Linked DNA regions of Mus musculus: regions 1 and 3 are each linked to region 2. A link is a contact called in public HiChIP or PLAC-seq data. All regions are on one chromosome and are shown on one strand. The core of a region is the stretch at or near the end of the contact, and the rest is flanking DNA. Distances in the headings are between cores, read along the strand shown.

What was found. HiChIP or PLAC-seq counts read pairs in DNA pulled down with a chosen protein or histone mark.
Region 1: a CTCF HiChIP or PLAC-seq map of CD8 T cells shows a contact between it and region 2, with 11 read pairs. The contact joins the enhancer-like site here to the promoter of Zfp280b in region 2. A contact is called at or near these places in 1 of 39 promoter capture datasets (hippocampal neurons), 4 of 15 datasets of contacts at CTCF or cohesin (CD8 T cells, embryonic stem cells, large pre-B cells and 1 more), 6 of 484 Hi-C or Micro-C datasets (B cells, embryonic stem cells, pre-B cells and 1 more), 6 of 115 datasets of contacts at active chromatin or transcription factors (the 230-238 cell line, the SCID.adh cell line, embryonic stem cells and 1 more) and 2 of 9 other capture datasets (liver and pancreatic islet).
Region 3: an H3K4me3 HiChIP or PLAC-seq map of the SCID.adh cell line shows a contact between it and region 2, with 10 read pairs. The contact joins the enhancer-like site here to the promoter of Zfp280b in region 2. A contact is called at or near these places in 1 of 484 Hi-C or Micro-C datasets (Th1 cells), 6 of 115 datasets of contacts at active chromatin or transcription factors (the SCID.adh cell line, embryonic forebrain, embryonic stem cells and 2 more) and 1 of 9 other capture datasets (pancreatic islet).

What each region holds. Positions count from the first base shown.
Region 1 is chr10:75,977,386-75,980,085 of GRCm38.p6, forward strand. It overlaps Gm5134 (predicted gene 5134), which reads left to right. Exons shown (of 14, transcript NM_198635.3): 6 at 924-1,004. Among named protein-coding and RNA genes, the nearest start is that of Gm40698, 24 kb to the left of the region's middle. Within about 2 kb of position 1,251, at least 28 of the 459 cell types and tissues checked have an H3K27ac peak or open chromatin away from gene starts, as enhancers often do. A contact at or near this core is called in CD8 T cells, the SCID.adh cell line, pro-B cells and 1 more, where this site is marked.
Region 2 is chr10:76,031,188-76,033,887 of GRCm38.p6, forward strand. Zfp280b (zinc finger protein 280B) reads left to right here and starts at 1,425. Exons shown (of 2, transcript NM_177475.3): 1 at 1,425-1,562.
Region 3 is chr10:76,066,569-76,069,268 of GRCm38.p6, forward strand. The region is part of intron 11 of Slc5a4b (solute carrier family 5 (neutral amino acid transporters, system A), member 4b); the gene reads right to left. Among named protein-coding and RNA genes, the nearest start is that of Gm16222, 11 kb to the right of the region's middle. Within about 2 kb of position 1,288, at least 31 of the 459 cell types and tissues checked have an H3K27ac peak or open chromatin away from gene starts, as enhancers often do. A contact at or near this core is called in the SCID.adh cell line, where this site is marked.

The DNA of each region.
Region 1 (2,700 bases), core at 1-2,500, 54 kb before region 2:
GTTTCCCAGTAGTGGCAAGGAGTCTAAATTGGCTTTTTCTTCCTAGCGGTGATGCTTGGAGACAAGTTAGGGTTGTTAAAAGTGGGCAGGGGCGGGGTGTGGAGGCGTACTCCTTTAATCCCAGCACTCAGGAGGCAGAGGCAGGCGGATTTCTGAGTTCGAGGCCAGCCTCATCTACAGAGTGAGTTCCAGGACAGTGGGCAGGGACTGAGGGAAGGTGCTATTGAGGGGGTAGACTCCAGGGCCGGCGCTTCCAGACTGAGTCTCTGGGATCAAAGATATACATGTTTGATTAGGAAACTGGTCAGAGTTTATTTTTTTATTTATTTAAAAACCATGGAGAGCAAAAGAAAATTGGGACATAGAAAGTGTAACTATTCTACCGCTTCGATGTGTCTTCTGTTGCTGTTGCTGTCTGGGGATGGATAACATCATGTGGACACGGAAAAGAAGGAACCGTTAGTGAATCAAGACAAACACACCTGAAACAAACGGGCGAGCGAGTGGCACATTAACTCGGGAACTGCCCACAACTGCTCTCTTATTACACTACAAAAATGTACGTGTAGGCACAGAACAGTGAGATTTCTGAAAAACTGTATCGCGTTAGCACCCTCAGAATTTATCCCATTGCTTTTAGTGGGAGTTTTATTGGTTCACCAAAGTTGGCAAAACTGAAAAAAAAAAAAAATCCCCCCAAAGCCCAGGAATTATGGGAGGGAAAGAGGGAGGGAAAGAGGGAGGGAAAGAGGGAGGGAAGAAAGGAGGGGAGGGGGAGAGGGATGAGCTAGATTTAGCAGATGCAAATCTGTAAGGAATCTGAAAGGAGATGGGGTGGGGGGCAGGACATACCGCATAGGCAACTGAGAGGTTGCTATGAGCAGGAAGTACTTGTGGCTTTTCTTTTTTTCCTTCCTCTTCAGGTGGCCTGGCCACTGTGGCTTACGTTGAGAGCTTACAAGCTGGTATCATGATTTTGGGCTCAGCCTTGTTAATGGGTTATGGTGAGTAAACACCCCACCCCTCCCATCCCATCCCCCCAGGCGAAATCTTTGAATCTAGGGTTACACTGGGGGGTAGGGGGGCGTCATGAGCTGCCACATCTTATGCATCTTAAGGGGGTGAAGATGAAGTGACTGAACTAGTCAGAACCCAAGAGCAGGTCAAAGGTCATGCACCCTCACTGCAGGGGTAAGGGGTGGGGGTGACGTGGTGAAGTGCAGATGGTGGACTCCAGGGCTGTGGTCCAGCACGCTCCTCCCCAGCCCATATGTTGTCCTTGGTCTCCAGTTGGAAGCCCCTTCCGTTTGCCTGCTCAGGTCCAGAAGAGCCACCCCCTGCTGTGTGATTCTACTCACCCAAATCGCTGCCACACAGGACACCCTGCTGTCCCCATAGACCTCAACGATTGCTTCACGAGTAAATCACACACACTTCATCCAAAAGTTCTGGCGCTCACACAAAGTGTTCTTTACAGAAAGTACAGCCGGAAGAGTTAAGGCTGTACTAAATGAGAATAAATAGCCAATTCAGAGGGTTCAGCAGAGTGGAAGGGACAGGCGCACTTGTGGTATATGTGCAGCCTCAGAGAGAAGACACTAAACACTCTATTTAATACTAGCTGTAAGCTGGGTGGAGATAGGCAGCCTTTTGCAGAGTCCTTTTGTTCCCACTTTGCTCAGACTGTTTACCAAGAGTGACTTTTGAGCTGTAACAAGTGACACATGCACACACACGCACGCATGCACACACACATGTACCCCCCTTCTTCTGGTTTTCATCCAGCCTGTAAGGGTTTTGCTCATTTTTTTTAAGAGGATTTATTTCTTTATTATATGTAAGTACACTGTAGCTGTCTTCAGACACCTCAGAAGAGGGCATCAGATCTCATTATGGATGGTTGTGAGCCACCATGTGGTTGCTGGGATTTGAACTCAGGACCTCTGGAAGAGCAGCCAGTGCTCTTAACTGCTGAGCCATCTCTCCAGCCGGTTTTGCTCATTTTAACAGGCTGAAAAAGTGTCTCATTTCTCAGAGTTGTTTTACTCCTTAACTCCCAGATATGGTAAGATTGAGCACTTTTCGGTTAATTTAGTTTCCTTTTTTATTACTGGCTCATGATGCTTACTGTATTTCTTCCCAGAACTTCCTTTTGGCCACTGATGTATGCATGAGAATGGTTGTGAGCTGGAAGCAAATATGTTCTTTCAGGCTGAGAGCCAGTCTCTGTGTTGTTTGTATGCATGCATGTGGTGGTGCTGGGAAAAGATGGAGGAGTGTGCATGTGCAGAAGTGTGGCGAGAAGCAGGAGGAGAGTCTGTTGTTTTGCTTTAGCACTTTTGCTAGGATTCCCAACTCTAACTCCCTGACGCTAGGCTAGAAAGGCCCAGAATTCCTCTCATCTTCACATGAGCCCTACAAGGCTGTGGTCACACAGCCACACTTGCCTCTTACAACTTTGATGTTTCTTCTTTTGGGAATTTCATATGTAGATACTGTATCCCATTTCCGTCCTCCCTGTGTCCCCTGATGTGCCTTCTCACGTTCATGACCCCTGATTTTTAAATTATTATTTTTATATGTATGCACATGTGAATTTATGAACACACTAGTGTTGCTCATCTGCAAATGCGTTTAAGACTGACTGAACAGAACTGGATAACCCGTCATAGGGCTTGCAGAGGACTAATTCTCCCTGTC
Region 2 (2,700 bases), core at 175-2,674:
TCTGGTAATTAATACAATTTTCTGGTGTAGTAAGAAAACAAGCACAGAGCCGGGCGTGGTAGCGCACACCTTTAATTCCAGCACTCGGGAGGCAGAGGCAGGCAGATTTCTGAGTTGGAGGCCAGCCTGGTCGACAAAGTGAGTTCCAGGACAGCCAGAGCTATACAGAGAAACCCTGTCTCGAAAAACCAAAAAAAAAAAACCAAAAAAAACCAAAAAAACAAACAAAAAAAACCCCAAAAAACAAAAACAAACAAACAAACAAACAAAAAACAAGCACAGGCAAGAAGGAAAAGAATGAGCCGGGCGTGGTGGTGCATGCCTTTAATCCCAGCACTTGGGAGGCAGAGGCAAGCGGATTTCTGAGTTCCAGGACAGCCAGCGCTATACAGAGAGAAACCCTGTCTCGAAAGACCCAAAAAAAAAAAAAAAAAAAAAAAAAAAGAAAAAAAAAGAAAAGAAAAGAAAAGAAAAGAAAAAGAAAAAAAAAGAATGAGCATGTTGTGTTTCAAAACTGAAAACTGAAATTCGAATTTCATGTAATTTGCGCATGCTCCAAAAAGGCATTCATCTTTTGATGGTTTTTATTTTTTAATTTTTTTTTTTATTTTTAGGTTTCTTTGAGACAGGGTCTTACAGTATATCCCTGGCTGCCCTGGAACTCACTCTGTAGACCAGGCTGACCTTGAACTCAGAAATCCGCCTGCCTCTGCCTCCCAAGTGGGTGCACCACCACAGCTGCCCCGCTTTCTGATGTTTTTCAAACAACAAACACAAAACAAACAAACCGAACCTGGGACATCTGTTCTGAGTTTCCTTCCTGATAAAAACAGCCGGCTGATTTGGATTTGTCCCAGAGGCAGCTTTAAGGTTGTTTCAAATTCAGTAGCTAGGTCGTTTTCTAAGTGCAAGGGGCAAGCTTGTGTGCTTATGCAAAAGCTACACACTTGAGAGGAGCTGTCATAGCTGTAATACAGGTGGGCAAACAGTTTCCTAAAGGACTGGGAACCATCTCTGGCCCTGGGCCCAGGCTAGCTGAAGCTCCATTTTTTTTTTCCTTCTTTCTCTCTTATCTATGCCCCTCCCACCCTTCCCACCCCCACTCCTACCTCCTCTCCCTAAGCAGCCACGTTTAACTAGCAATCCTCCTGCCTCAGCCCCCGCTCCCACCCCACCCTATCCCCACCCCCGAGGGAATGCTGGAATGGACGAAAGGCCTGGCTTTGGGTTCCCAAATCTCGCAGGTCCAAGATTTCAGGGGTGGGCATCACCACTGCCTGATCGTCCCAGCTCAGTCCCTCCGCCCGCGGCAGTCACTAGGGGCGCCCGAGTGAGAGAACGCGCCCAGGGGCCTTGAGGAACCAATCAGATCGGCGCTACGCCGCGCGGCTGACCTCGCGTCCACCCTTGGCAGCCAATCACAGGTCGCCGTGGGCTAGTGCGCGCCGGCCGGGGCTTTGGTGTTGGAGCGGCGGGGCCCTGGAGGTCGTGGTGCGGGGCTTCCCGCGCAGCGCCTCGCGGGCCGGGGCGTCCGGGGGAGGCTCAGGTACGCCTGCCGGGAGGTAAGGACAGGGGCGTGGTGCTGGTGACCTCTGCGGGAGCGACCGGGAGGGGACGCCGGGTGAGGGCCTTCTGCGAGTCCCGGGGAAGCGAGCGTGGCTAGGCCGGGAGCCCAGAGACCCCTTCCTGGCAGCCTCCCTCTCCCACGAACCCCCCAGTCCTGGGGCTGGGCCTGCACCCCTTAAATGCCATTCCCATCGCCGAGGGCCCCTCACCTAAAGTCCTGGAGGCTGCAGACCTCGCTACTGGGCTCTCCGACGCCTGCCTCGAAGCTCTGCCACTAGGGAAGGAGGAGGGAGGACCACTTCGTTGAGACCCATTCAAAAAAGTAGGTACAGACGAAATCCGGGTTTGTAGATTAAGTCCCACTCCCAGTTTGGAGATCTGCAGGCCCTTGGAGGCTTTAAAAAGCCATTTTTCTGCGCCCCTCCCCTTCCCATACAGCAATATCTTGTTTATTTTGTTGGCTTTGTGCCCCCTTTGAGCCCCAGTGCAGCTCTCGGGGCTCCTAGCTAGCTAGTTTTGCTTTGAGCAGTGCTCGGTGGGTTGTGTTGTTTTGTTTACTGGGCTATGGTGTTGGAAGGTAGCGTATAAGGTGCTTATAATAACCACACAGACGACAGGGTTGAGGGAGTAGCTTAGTTGGTGGAGTGCTTGCTTGCCTAGTACTACACAAACCGGTTGTGATGACCTCGCACCCAGTACTTGGTTAAGAGGAGACAGACGGCTGTTTCTTTCGTATCAGAGCTAACAAAACGGAAAATAAGCATGAAATAACTGGTAGGTAGTGAAATGGAGTAAAATCTTTTAACACGTAAAATGTAACTAAATCTTAAGAGGTTCTCTGTCTGTCTGATTTACCCCAAGTATGTGACTTGCAGCTCTTGGACTCTCTGAAGCTATTAAAAGTTACAGCGTATATCTGCGGTAAGAGAAAAGGTCTACCTCATTTTCTGACTTCTGTTTGCTGCTGTGATTTGATAAAAAAAAAAAAAAAAATCATTACCATGGGTGATAGCAGAAGGCAGAGGCAGGCGAATCTCTATGAGTTTGAGGGCAACCTGGTCTACAGCGGTAGTAACAGGACAGCCAAAGCTACCCTGTCTTGAAAACAGACAAAGGAACAAAAATTAGTGTTTT
Region 3 (2,700 bases), core at 38-2,537, 35 kb after region 2:
CTTTTGAGCAGATCTCTGCAGAGCCACAAAAATGTACTATCTTGTAGTGATGCTATGTAGACAAATAGATGACTTCTTAAGTCTTTTTTTTTTTTTCTGGCTTCTTAAATCTTAATGATGATCCTATAAGAATTCCTAAAATTAGCCAGGCGGTGGTGGCACATGCCTTTAATTCCAGCACTTGGGAAGCAGAGGCAGGCAGATTTCTGAGTTCGAGGCCAGCCTGGTCTACAAAGTGAGTTCCAGGACAGCCAGGGCTACACAGAGAAACCCTGTCTCTAAACAAAACAAAACAACCCCCCCAAAACAAAGAATTCCTAAAATTAGTGATTATTAAGCTCTTTTACAATGGGACTGCTATTAGATCCTTTTCTGATAGTCGAAGCTGCAATGAGAACTCTGTCAGTTTCCCACCAGTTAATTGCTCTTAGTAACCAGACTTTCTCCTACTCAGAGCACATTCATTCTAAGAGGTTGTAAAAGAATTAACCAAAGGTCATAAAAAGGGAACTAATGATTTACTATAGGTGCAGGACAAAAGATAATGTTTTTTTTTTAGTTTAAAGTTTCATTTATTACTATTTTTCTACTTTCATATTTTCTTTCTTTTTTTATTAGATATTTTCTTCATTTACATTTTAAATGCTACCCCAAAAGTCTCCTATACCCTCCCCTGGCCGTGCTCCCCAACCCACCCACTCCCGCTTCCTGGCCCTGGCATTCCCCTGTACTGGGGTATATAATTTTCGCAAGACCAAGGGCCTCTAATCCCATTGATGGCCAACTAGGCCATCCTCTGCTACATATGCAACTAGAGAAAAGATAAAATATTGACTGGGCTTATCTAGACAAAACTTCACTAACAATTTAGTTATGGTTTTAAACCTCCAGTGAACCTGTGGAGCTCTGACAGGTGATGGATGTTTAGCCAGATAATTACTCCTAATGAATATGCATGCACACATTCGCTGTTGTAAACTTCTATTTCAATTTATGATTTGACTTTTTGTGTGAACTTGTGATGAACTTTGTAACATGTGATCGTGTATTCTGAAAGATGTATAAGTACTGAGAAAAAAAAGAGACAAGAAAAAGAATTTTTCCCTGGTCTTCCTTAGGATCTTTCTGCTTTCCCGTTTTCTTAGATAGCTTTCATAGAAAGCATTTTACAACTTAGTAGAAAACACTATAATCACTTTTCAAACTGTTCCTTTTCCTTCCTGTGCCTTCTGACTAGCAGGCTGAAAGCTAGAGCAGCTAGTTCCTGCTGAGACAGAACAAAGGCTGCATTGCTTAATCCTCAGCTGTTAGGCTACAGGTGTTAATCGCCCAGGCCAGCAGCGGTTTACCCTTTGAAAGAGCAAGAAAGGTTTTTTTGTTTTGTTTTGTTTTGTTTTGTTTTGAGGGCTTTCCAGAAGTTATCTTCAGCACTTCCGTATAGTTAAAGAGCTAGAATGTCCGGAGACACTCAGACTTTAAAGCCATGCCAGAGTCCTACTCTGTACCCTATCTCCACCCTCTCCAGGCCGGAAGTCTCTCTCTGTCTCTGTCTCTCTGTCTCTGTCTCTGTCTCTCTCTCTTTCTCTCTCTCTCTCTCTCTCACACACACACACACACACACACTTCAATTGTAAAGAGTCAAGACCTGGAACTAGGGGCATTTTAGAGTTTGTATGCCAGGTGGTTAATGTGTTACTTATTGTTGCTCTTGCTGCAAAAGCACAATACACACAGTCCATTAGACACACACTCCATTAGACACACACTCCATTCCCCCTGCAGCCAATGTGAATGTAAACTTGTTAAAGCTCTTCCAACGTTGCTCTCCATAGACACTGCACTCATGTGCCAGACGGAGAGTGTCTCCACCTTGGACGAACTGAGCACCAACACCCAGTTTGCTCAGTGTGCAATCTGTGGAGAATGAGAGATTCCAGTTTCCTAATGGCTTCAGAACAAGGCTCACCCGCCAGCCCACGCAGATGGAGAGATCTGCTTTCACCACGGGAGACCCACATGGCTATACAGTGTAAGGGAGAAATGACACGCCTGCTATTTCATCAGTTCATTCAGAGTTATTCTTACCATTAATTTTTGCAAAAGTCATATTGTCTCTTCTTTCAAAATCGCTTTTCATATTTCTTTTAAATTGAGACTAATGAATATTCTCTAATATTAATTAAAATGAAATGCATACACATCCCAATCTCCCAACCTCCCTGATAGAATTTCATGTTCATACAAGCCAACAGACAGAAATACTGCAGTCAGATGCCCATGAACAGTAAATTCTAATATATTCCTATAATATATATACATATATATGTATAAATATATACTATATAAGTAGAAATACACACATATATGCATACACACATACCTATATCCATATATACAGTGATTAAATGAATAAACTATCCCAGAACAATGCAACATGACTGGCCATGGAAGAATTAGAAATCCCACTGTGTTATTCTGGTTATCATATATTTCTTTAAAGATTTATTTATTTATTACATGTAAGTACATTGTAGCTGCCTTCAGACACTCCAGAAAAGGGTGTCAGACCTCATTATGGATGGTTGTGAGCCACCATGTGGTTGCTGGGATTTGAACTTAGGACCTTCGGAAAAGCAGTTGGTGCTCTTAACCGCTGAGCCATCTCTCCAGCCCTTGGTTATCATATTCTAACCTGGGAAG